Regions from separate parts of the Mus musculus genome. Here region 2 is linked to region 1. A link is a contact called in public Hi-C data. All regions are on one chromosome and are shown on one strand. The core of a region is the stretch at or near the end of the contact, and the rest is flanking DNA. Distances in the headings are between cores, read along the strand shown.

Region 1 (2,916 bases), core at 403-2,902:
AATAAAGGGAAAAATAGCCAAGATAATTTTTTTCAAACCTCTGTGAATAAGTGTGTAAACCCAGATGAAACCAGTGTCTTTCTTTCTCTCTTCCTTTCTTTCTCTCTTTCTTGCTTTCTCTCTCTCTCTCTCTCTCTCTCTTTATTTATTTATTTATTTTGAGGCAAGATTTTTTTTCTATGTAACCCTGCCTGGCCTGAAACTTACTATGTAGAATAGGCTGGTCTTAAACTTACAGAGATCTGCCCGCCTTTGCCTCCAGAGTACTGGGATTAGAAATTTTTTCCTTTAGGGGTGTGGCTATTGGCAGGTTGCCTCTGCCCCAGTGGATGACCCCATACCCACGTGCATAGAGCCAGTGCTAATCATTCAATGGTTTTTTTAAAAAATATATAAATAATACTAAGTTGGAGGGAGATGTGTTGAACAGACTTGGGGAATCAGACTTGGGGAGGTCAGATATGGTCAGACTACATTGTTCACATACATGAAATTTTCGAAGAGTAAAGAACCAAAAAAGAAGTCTGTGGGGTGTGGTGGTGCACACCTTTAATCCCAGCATTTTGGAGGCCGAGAAAGGCAGTCTCTGTGAGTTCATAGCCACCCTAGTCCACAGAGTGAGATCCAAGGCTAATCAGTGAGACTTATCCCAAAAAGAAAATGAAAAAAAAAAAACCTTACAAAAAAGAAAGAAAGAAAGAAAGGAAGGGAGGAAGAAAGAAAGAAAGAAAGAAAGAAAGAGAGAGAGAGAAAGAAAGAACAAACAAGGCTACACAGAGAAACCCTGCCTTGAAAACCCAAAAAGGGGGGGGGGGACCCAAGAAGAAAAGAAAGAAAGAGGGAAAGATGGAAGGAAGGAAGAGAAGGAAAGAAAGATAGACAGATTAAATTTTTTCACACACATCCACACCAGCACGTGCCTGTCAGGGCCTCTCAACACAACCACTGTCCACTCATACTGGTACCACCTGCCCTGACCTCCTGTTTTCTATTCTAAACCATCCAAAAATCCTCTGGGCACCCGTCCTGGACAGCCACCAGCCCCCACCGTGTGTTGACTTGTCTCTTGTTCTGACAGCTGTGTGCAGAGGGAGATCCCGGTCCCTTCCCCCCAAGCACGGCCCTTTCTTTGGTCATCCACCTTACATGAAGGACTCAGCTGCCACATTTGGTGTTGTGCACAGAGAGATCCCCATTCCAGTGCCTCACACTGCATCTCCCCGAAGCCCCCCGCCCTCCCGGGCAGACACTACCTCACCTGGAAGCCAAAAAAGCAGCAGCAGCAGCAACAGTGTGGGCAGCCACACAGCTGAGGCCAGTTGGGTCATTTCTCCCACACACGGGTCACCGGCAGGCAGGCCACGGCTGGACGCTCCACGGTTCAGTCCCGCTGGGGGACGGCCAGTCTCTGAGACGCCCACTTCTGCTTTTCTTTGTGTCTAGCTGTTTTGCTTCCGACTTTCCTCAGTTCTGTTCCTGGAGCTACGGGAGAAACTAAAAGAATCGGAAGGAGCCGAGGCGAGCTGATGAACCCCCCGTGAGGCTCTGATCTCATGACTGCCAGGCTGCCATGACAGCCTGATGACCCCTGCTTGCGTCTGGCTCAGGGTGCAGGGCCAGGTTTCATTCTGACTGGCACCCAGTCACTCCTCCTTTCCTTGTGGGAAGAATGGCAGCCTTGTGGAGAGGAAGACCTGCTAGCCCTGCCTGGGTGGTGCCCACTATGAAGCCTTCCTGGGAGCTCTAGGCCTGGACCCCCAAAAATTCCTGAAGGGTTTCTGGTGTTGGAAAATGTGTCTTCCATTTGACCAGGGGCTCTCCAGGCTGCGACCTTCTTTCTTGTGTAGCCCCATTGAACTTGAGCAAGGACCCAGACAACTTGCAGATCTCCCTCTTTCTCTGGTCCACGGAGACACCAAACATGTACACAGGGGTCCTGTGAACCCTTCCAGCTCGTACAGAATGGCACGAAAGCCCAGGAAACTCTGACCTTATTGTAAAACAGGTCACCCAATAGCTAGCTATTATACTATATTAATCATATAATAATAGTAGTTATTAAAGCCGCAGGCAGCCCTATGCCAATGATGAGGTCCCGAGAGCGCCCTCCCTTCCAGATCCTCCTCAGCATCTCACGCTTTCCTCCTCTTGCTACAAATGTGCCCTCGAAGATACCTGCTAGTTACACTGCTAGACGGGTGGAAGACAACGCTTCAGGATCCTGAAGAAATTTCTCTGATGGCCAGGTACGGGGACATACCCCTATTATACAACTATTCTGGAGACTGAGTCAGGAGCATTGCTGGAACCCACAAGTCTGGAGAGACTGTTTCAACAACAAGAAAACACACCACTCTTTGATAGTAATAGCATCATATGTCAACTAAAGATCAGTATGGAACTTTGTGTTCTAGATACTTGGCTTGGTCAGTGTTTCTTTGCTGTGAAGAGACACCATGACCACAGCAAGTGTTATCTATAAAAAGCATTTAAGTGGGGCTGACTTACAGTGTCACAGGTCTAGTCCATTGTCATCACCACAGGAAGCATGGTGGCCTGGAGGCAGACATGGTGCCGGAGAACGAGCTATGAGTTCTACATCCAGATCAGCAGGCAGCAGGAAGAGAGACACTGACTGGGACTCAAAGCCCACTCCCCCAGAGAAAATTTCCTTCAAGAAGGCCACACCTCCTGATCCTTTCAAAGAATGCCACGCCCTGGTGACCAAGTATTCATAACGATGATCCTATGGGAGTCATTCTCATTCAAGCCACCACAGTACTTCTAAAATTAAAAACAAACTAACAGGGCTGGAGAGATGGCTCAGAGGTTAGGAGCACTGACTGCTCTTCCAGACGTCCTGAGTTCAAATCCCAGCAACCACATGGTGGCTCACAACCATGTGTAATGGGATCC
Region 2 (2,911 bases), core at 92-2,591, 160 kb before region 1:
GGGATGAGGTGGGGACCAGTCAGCAGGGCAGATTCAGCTCTTTCCCTGGGTGGTGTCACATCTTCTAGTCTTGTTCTTATAATAATCAATGAGATAGGCTAAGACCCTTCTCTATGGCCCTTTATGTTCTGGCTGTAAAGTCTTTAAAATGTCCTTCCCCAAAGTCCGGGTGTTCTGGGATGGCTTCAGCCAGTAGATGGCAGTGTGGTTCTTGATTTTTTTTTTTTTTTTTTTCTTCAATAAGCATCTTACAGACCTCATCCTAGAGCTTATATATGTGGTTGGTTGTACCTCCTAATTCAAACTTCTCTGTGCACACCCTCAAAGTCATATCTACAGGTGAGTCTCCTGGGTGACTTCAGGTCCAGTCAAGTTGACAATGAAGATTAGAGATCATAAGCATTCCGTGTGTGTGTGCACGTGTGCACTTATGTATGCATGTGTGTGTATGTGTGTGTGTGCATTTATAAATTTCTTCCCATGAAATTTTGATACCAAAGATACAGCATACCTATATTTTTCTACACTTGCAAGCTTATGTTCTACAGCAAAACTCTGTCTTATAGAAACAGAAGCAGGGTTTGTGGATTCAGGTCAGTGGGTACAGTGCTTGCCCAGCACTCTTGAAACCACAATTTGAGTCTTCAGCCCCTCATAAAACCGAGCATGCTGGGGAATGCCTGTAGCCCCAGGACTTTGATGTTGGAAAAAGGAAAATGAGAAGTTCAAGGCCAGCTTGGGCTCCATGAGACGTCTCCTCAAGCCCACACTCTCTCTCTCTTTCTCTCAGCCAATGCCTGAGGCCCTAGTAGCCATTGTGGTAGATGCCCCTGGCCTGCTCTGAGGCCCATATCTAGATAAATCCCTGCTGCCCCAGGCTGAGCCTTCAGCAATGCCCTCTGCCAACCAGGGCTTAGCCTAGGCTACTGCCATGGGCTTAGCCTGTGCTGCCTTGTGCTCCCTTGTTACTGCAGCCAACCTGCCTTTGGTTGCTCTCCTCTGCTAGGATCCCCTGCAGCTCAGTTACCTCCCAGGTAAGGGGTTTGCTGTATCCCATCCTTTGTGTCTGTCTCTGCCGATCTGTGTGTCTGCATCTCTCCTCGTGATTCCCATCTGTCTTTCAAGTTTATGTCTCACTTTGCATTTTTCAGTAGAGGAAGTTCCCTGTTTACCCAGCTGTCCCTCACATGTCCTGACTTGGTCATCTCAAAGATTGGCATCATCTTTCTTCCTGTATGCAAAATTGAGAAGTTTTGTCAAGGAAGTTACTGAGAGAAGTGAATGAGAGAGACCTAAAAGAAACTCAAGCTGAGTTGCAAGTCCTCACAGGGTGCTGTCCTCTGTTGCCACCAAGGACAGGAGAGGAGACAAGACCATGTGGCAGTTCCCAGCTCTGCTCTTCCTTTTCCTCCCAGGTAAGTAGCAGGGGCTTTAGACACTTCCATGTCAGTGGTGAGGGCAACAGAGACCGTCTGCTCTGGCTTAGGGAAACCTGGCTGATCCATTCACCAGCTGCTTACCCCCAAAATAAAAGGCAAGGTTTTTTGACATCTGATGGATTCTGTGGGTATTGCAGAAAAACCAAAACCAAAATCAATTTAAAAATAAAACAAATAAAAGCCAAAAACAAACCTTCCAATGTGTTTCTCAACCCTAGCTGCTCCATGAAAGCTGATGAGTGAGTGGATGAACTAATTCTTACAAAATGTATTTTGGGTTTCATGTTTGGCACATGCAGCCTAGGATGCCCCTGAACTTGTGATCCTCCGGACTCCACCCTCTGAGTGCTGGGATTTCTAGCATGCAGCTCCATCTCCCATTCCATTGTGAGCTTTAGTTGACACAGTAATGAATACTTACAGGGGCTGGACGTGGTGGTGATTGCCTTTAATGCCTTTAATCTCCATGGGGTGTTTTGAAATAGTCAGTTGTCAGACATGTTTTTCATCCTTCTCATACAACACTAAAAGTTGTCATTCCCATCAAATGACAGACACCCCTGTGTCCCAACAGCTCTCCTCTATGCTACAAGCACTCTCCTGTCTTCCCTAATACCCTTCCCAGCCTGATAACCTCTCTTGTTTTCTACTCCTTTGAGGTTTACTTTTGTTCTTTTGAGAAGAAAAAGTGCCTCTGTGGTGTATGTATGTCTAAAGGGTTGTGTGTATGTCTCTCCGTGTGTGTGCACACACGTGCACGTGCTCTCAGGTGCACACATACATGTGGAGATTGACATTGGGTCGTTTTCTCTATCACTCTCCACCTTGTTTGTTCAGACATGGTCTCCCGCTGCTCCTGAGCTCACAGATTCAGCCCATCTGGCCTGTGACCTCCAGGATCCCCCTGTCATTGGGGTTACAGGCACCCCCACCTCACCTGGCTTTTCTTCCACCTGTTCTGGGGATCCAAACTCAGATTACACAGAAACGCTTTCCAGACAGGTCTGTCTCCCTGGCTCCCTAGCCACAGAGAGTAACTTTTTAGCTTTCACACATCAATAGGAATGTGTGGCAGCATCTTCCTGTATCTGATTTATTTCAGTTCCTCAAGTCTCTCCCGTGGGCTGCAAATGGCAGAACTCAATCCCTTCACGATGATTCTCCATTACATTCATGCACCACGATCTGCTATCTGTTCACTTGTATCTACGTGACTCTGTGCCATGGCTACTGTGAACACTGCCATAGTAAACACAAGGGGAGATGTCTCTTCCACATACTCGCTTCATGTCTCTAGGCTGCGTGTTTGCTTTCTGTTACTGTGATAAAGACATCGACCAACAAAAAAAAACCTTGGAGAGTAAAAGGCTTATTTGGCTTAAAGATCCAGATCACACTCCATCATGGAGGGAAGCCAGAGAGGGAGCCCAAGCAGGGCAGAAACCTGGAGTTAGGAACTGAAGCTGAGAGCA

The links. A called contact is a pair of places that touch in the nucleus more often than the background predicts.
Region 2: a contact with region 1 is called in a Hi-C map of bone marrow-derived macrophages, with 36 read pairs. The contact joins the promoter of Cd300ld3 here to the promoter of Cd300a in region 1. A contact is called at or near these places in 1 of 39 promoter capture datasets (macrophages), 2 of 484 Hi-C or Micro-C datasets (bone marrow-derived macrophages and nephron progenitors), 3 of 115 datasets of contacts at active chromatin or transcription factors (the HPC-7 cell line, bone marrow-derived macrophages and microglia) and 3 of 9 other capture datasets (adipose tissue, embryonic stem cells and liver).

What each region holds. Positions count from the first base shown.
Region 1 is chr11:114,888,777-114,891,692 of GRCm38.p6, reverse strand. It overlaps Cd300a (CD300A molecule), which reads right to left and starts at 1,652. Exons shown (of 7, transcript NM_170758.4): 1 at 1,259-1,652. The coding sequence starts at 1,328.
Region 2 is chr11:115,046,760-115,049,670 of GRCm38.p6, reverse strand. Cd300ld3 (CD300 molecule like family member D3) reads left to right here and starts at 1,341. Exons shown (of 4, transcript NM_199201.2): 1 at 1,341-1,415. The coding sequence starts at 1,376.